2 separate regions of the Zea mays genome follow, and region 2 is linked to region 1. A link is a contact called in public Hi-C data. All regions are on one chromosome and are shown on one strand. The core of a region is the stretch at or near the end of the contact, and the rest is flanking DNA. Distances in the headings are between cores, read along the strand shown.

Region 1 (2,700 bases), core at 146-2,645:
ACCGGAGGTGGGCGCCAATGTTAGGGACTTGTTCTCAATTGCTATGAATTAAGAACAAGGCAACACAAAATCTATGAGGACTAGATAGCTTTTCCCCCTTTAAGTCGGTTCCTTTTTCCGCGATTGAGCCGAAGCTCCCTTGCGCGTAGCTTCGGAGCAACGACAACCTTCGTCATGATCATGCTCTTCTCATCGTGTATGCTTTTAACCTGAGTCCGAAGGTACCTGTCCATAAGCCATGTTTGGAAGACATTGTTAAATTATGTTTTTGAGGACTTTCGGAGGACGAATGCCCCAACAGTAAGCTAATAACATCATCAAAAAGTTGTCATTGGCCTTTTAGGATTAAATGCTCTACAACAGCTTTTCAGAAAAGCTCTAAAAGCTATAACTCAAACAAACAAGATCTTAGTCTAGGATATTATTTGGGACTGCTTCACTTAGCGAAAACGAACTCGGCTTCACAAACCACTAGCCAAACAGTACCAACTTTAAAATTTTCGCTTCACCAAAAATGTGAAGTTACCCCTAACTTCACCAAAAATCATGAATTAGCTAAAGGGATTCACGAATGAGTAATTTTAACTCCCTCTTGAAGTTGGGGTAAAATTGTCCATCTTTGTCATCGATTACACACCTGCAAGAAACGAACCATTATTTTTTCTGTTCCCTAGCTACCGTCGTCGTCTTGTTGTCCGGCCGAGCCGCGCCATGGCGACGAGTCTCGAACAGTGCCGACCGACCGGTGGTGCCACAACGTGGTATAGTGACGGTCACCGTCGTCGCGTCAGAGAGGGTCGATGCGAGCCCCTCGAACTCGCGGTAGAGGTGGAGGAATACGCTGAGCGGCTTGAAGCCGAGGCGGTTCATGGCCCATAGCTGTGGCCATGCTAGCCGCGTGCCCGCCTGCGAAATTCCGCTACTTTAAAGCTAAGCTACTCTACTTTAAAACTTACAACGCTCAGCTGATTTTTGTGAAGTAGAGCGATGCCAATTGCCAAACAACGCCTGAGTAAGTAATAGCACGTTAGAAAAGCAATCTATTGTTGCACCACAAGTCCACATGTTTAGTTGCACCACAAGTTTACGCTCGTTTGTTGCCTGGCTTGAACAGTGGCCGGAGCCCACAATGTTTGTGGTCTAGCCGGAGAGAGAAGGGAAGCCGCGCCGCACTCTCTCTCGCAGTCGCAGCACAGCGGCAGTGCAGGTGTGCAGCCGCAGGGCAGAAGCTGCTGCCTGCCCCTGCTGCGTCCGTCGCGTGCAGCTGCAGCTGCAGCGTGCGGCCCCGGCCCGTCCCGTCCGCATTGCCTGCCTTTGCCTTTCTCTGCTTCGTTTCCTCCCCAACAAGTCCCCACCCGTCCCGCACCGAGGGAAAAAAAACTTTTTTAAAAAAAAATCACTCCCACGTCGCCTCGCCCGCTGCGACAGCGCATACGCCACCCTCCCGTTGCGTACACCGTATGTATCTACGGTGACTCGGGGGGCACGCAGACGCAGTGGGGACTGGGGAGAGCGAGAGCGACCGACCGACCGAGCAAGGGTTTCGTCTCCGGCGGCTGCAGCGGAGACGGATCTGGGAGGGATGGGGAACCGGATAGGCGGGAGGCGGAAGCCGGGTGTGGAGGAGCGGTTCACGCGGCCGCAGGGGCTCTACGAGCACAAGGATATCGACCAGAAGAAGCTGCGCAAGCTGATCCTCGAGGCCAAGCTCGCGCCCTGCTACCCGGGCGCCGACGACGCCGCGGCCGGTGGAGGGGACCTCGACCTTGAGGAGTGTCCCATCTGCTTCCTGGTAAACACGCGCGGGGAGATCTCCCCCTTCTCTCTCATTCTCTCCCGCACCCCGCCCCCCCCCCCCCCCCCCCCCCCCCCCCCCGCGGGCGAATTGCGGCTGCGTGCGCCCGACCACGGGCGACCTGGACGGAGGAGGGAGCTTCGGCGCGGGATTACTGGGTCGATTGGCGGTTGATTCTGTTGGATTTCCGCGTGCCACTGCCATTGCCACGATTCTGTTACTGGGTGGGGAGGTCGATGAGCGTGCGTGCACGTGGTTCTAAATGCTGTTCTGGAACCTCCTAGGACCAGGGGTTTCAGTACACTTAGCCACGTTTCTAGCCTAATAGCACAATTTGTCGACTAGTTCTGCAAAGTGCAGTCACGGCGGCGTCGTATTCTTGTTCTGTGCGCATGCGTCGTTATCTTGTGCTCGGCTTCGGTGTGTGTGTGCATTGTTGTTAGGGATATTCTAGGGGCTGTGTTTCCACAAGGTCGTCTGAGGACCAGCCGAGGTTTAGTACATTTCCATCTTTTCAATGGCTCGACTGTTTTTGCCTGATACCCCAGAGTTGCCAACAAGTAGTACAAAGTGCAGTGAAGGTGGCATCATTTTTTGGTTCTGTATATATGTCTGCGATGGTATCTGCTGCTCATGCTCTAACTAGGACATCATACTGCATATGTACATTGTGCAAAATGCGCTACCATGTTGTCCTAAAAGATTGTTATTACACCACATTTTATGCTTTGGCCATGTTGTTTGGATAATTTTCTTGGATGGCTAACTGCTGTGCTATGAGGTTGAGTGCCAATGTCCCATTGATTTTAATTCCTGGAGCAACATGGCTTAAGACTATTCTACAATTTTATACTCCTACCTGATGGTAATGTAGTAACAGGCTTGCATTTCTTGAAATGGGCAGT
Region 2 (2,700 bases), core at 124-2,623, 180 kb after region 1:
CGGGAGTGATTGGCACGATATAAGGGGTTAGCTAATTCATGGTGAACAAAATATCGTATAATATTATCAAATTTAAACACTCGACATGAAATAAATTTTTAGTTTTTTAGTAAATTATTCAGTTTCATGAGTCTATTTTCTAGCTAATTAATATATTAAACTAAAGTTATGGTATATTAACAATACCAAAATAATAAAGACGATATAATAATGAATGTCTGGTTGATGAGATTCAACTTTTATATAATGACTCTAGTATTTATGAGATGGCTAACAAAATTTTAAGAGAATTCAAAAAAAAATCAAGTAACCTTGAAGATCCATGAAAATTTGTTAACTAGCACAGGTACATATCAAATTCGTCGTGTACACGATGACAACTTTAGTTGAAATTTGTAAATTTTATTATTAGCGACAGATTTGATATTTTACAGAGCACGTCGACTTTTTTTAATAAATTATTTTATTTTAATCAACGAAAAACTATAATTCATACATCATCTATCCCCCCTATATACACACACATGCACACACGAGAGGGTTAGGGGGCCAAACATTTTAGTTCTCTTCCTGTTTTAAAATAATTGATTTAGATTATAAGATATTTGGTTTTTATAGATAGTTCTATTTCCGTTCAAAAAAGAGTTGATGATTTTTTTTAAAGTTTAGATAGTTTATTTATTATAAAATATTAGCAACATTTACTCCCTCCCATCTCCGCTCTAGTGCTCTAATACCATAGGAGGTAAGCGAAAATTAGCCGTCCCGTTTGGATTGCTAACGGACACACATTTGGAGGTAAGTGCCCATATGAACACAGAGTCTCTGTAAACATAAGATCAGTTTCCATAATTATATTATTTATCGAAATTTGGTCATAAATATCCAGAATAACAAATGACATGCATGTAAAACATATTTTCCTTGAACTAAAAAATATCCAGAATTTAGACACACATGCACACCCAAGAATGCAGGTGGCGTGGTGAGGAGGAGATGCAGCCGCAGGCAGTCAAAGACAGACTGTTGCTGCTGTAATGCAGATTCCTGAGATCAAAGAGGGATCGCCGTCCTAAATTTAGACACAGGAGATCCGGGAGAGGCGTGGACTGCCTGCGCCAAGACCAAGTGGATGGGAACAAGGCCGTGACGTGCCTCTCCTCCACTCCACGCCTCTGACCGATTCTCTCTCGCCAACTACCCTCTCAAAACGGCTTCACTCTCCCCTTTTTATTTCCCATCGTTTCCCTTGCCCCCCGCCGTATCTGCAGTTCTCGACCTCTCCTCCTACCTCCTCTTCACTCCCCCCCCCCCCCCCCCCCCCCCCCCCCCCCCCTCCCTCCCTCTTGCATCACTATCACCACCAACAACAAGGCTAACGCACACCAATCCAACAAGGAGAACAAAAAACAATTAATCGTGTTTTGAGCTTTTGATATCATCTCGTTCCAGTTAAGTGCGTGAAGAGGCAATAATGGTGGCAGTGGAGGTTGTGCCGGCGTCCGCGGAGTCCCCGATTCCGATCGAGGCTAAGGCCGCGGTGACGTCGGAGGCGGAGGCGGAGGCCGAGGGCGAAGTGGAGGCGGAGATGAAGGGTGATGCGGCAGCTACGGCGGGAGAAACGGAGGAGGAGGAGGAGGAGGAGGAGAAGGTGTACAAGAGCGACCTGAAGAAGCTGGAGAACCTCATGTCCAAGCTTAACCCCTGCGCGCAGGAGTTCGTGCCGTCGTCGCGCCGCACGGCCCCAGCCGCCGTGGCGGCGGCGAAGCCGGCGGGAGGAAGGGTGCTCTCAGCCGACGCGCCCGTGTTCGTGTCCGCCGCCGAGTACTACGGCGCTGCCGGCGGGCACCTGGAGATAGGCGGCGGCGGCGGCGGCGGCAAAGTCGTCGTTGGCGGCGGGGGCAGGGACTCCAGCAGCGACGGATCCAGCAACGGCGGCGGCGGCGGCAGTCGCCACCAACCGAATCGCCGGGTCTGTGAGCTGTTAATTTTGCGTCTTTTACGGCTCTATCTAACACGTCTCGATTTGGGAGGTTTTGGTATTTGTCTGACCTTTCCCTCCTTCCTGTGATCGCTGGAAGATTTGGGTTGATCACTTCCTTCTTTCTTCTTCCTTTTCCTGTCGCTTTTCCCCCCCTCTTGTTTTATCTCTTGAAAAATCAAGTCTCCGAGCAGCGAGGGAGGGTTTATAATTTCGTTCTGTTTTTATGATTCTCCTCTAAATCATTTGCGGAATCATCTTATATATTACAAATATGATACAAAGAACCCCTCCCTTTATAAGGGAGAGAGTCGACGGCTCCATCTTGTTTGTTTCTTAAGAAACAATTTGATGGGTGCAAACCTGCTAACCAGATATCGACGAATGGTCGGTGCTAGTGGTACTACGGCAATTGCCAAGAACTTGATACGTGGATCCATGTGATAGCGATGGGCACTGTGCTTGATGCCAACTATTCGTCTCCGTGGGCCTCCCGTTTAGCTCTTTCACAACTTCCAGAACAAAAAAAATGTGTTCATTTAATAATTCTGGTGGTACGACGACAAATTGACTTTGCCCTCGTGATTGGCATCAGAGGAGGAACAGCTTCAACCACGGGAGGCGGAGGGGGGCCGGAGGCCGGCCCCGGCGGGGTGATAGGGAGGACAGCGTGCGGCGGACCGTCTACGTGTCCGACATTGATCAACATGTATGTGAGC

The links. A called contact is a pair of places that touch in the nucleus more often than the background predicts.
Region 2: a Hi-C map of ear shows a contact between it and region 1, with 2.1 times the contacts expected there. The contact joins the promoter of LOC100191644 here to the promoter of LOC100277474 in region 1. A contact is called at or near these places in 3 of 25 Hi-C or Micro-C datasets (ear, endosperm and tassel).

The regions. Positions count from the first base shown.
Region 1 is chr4:235,451,762-235,454,461 of Zm-B73-REFERENCE-NAM-5.0, forward strand. It overlaps LOC100277474 (putative RING zinc finger domain superfamily protein), which reads left to right and starts at 1,396. Exons shown (of 8, transcript NM_001407258.1): 1 at 1,396-1,792. The coding sequence starts at 1,583.
Region 2 is chr4:235,628,754-235,631,453 of Zm-B73-REFERENCE-NAM-5.0, forward strand. It overlaps LOC100191644, which reads left to right and starts at 1,374. Exons shown (of 10, transcript NM_001137073.1): 1 at 1,374-1,972; 2 at 2,577-2,690. The coding sequence starts at 1,475.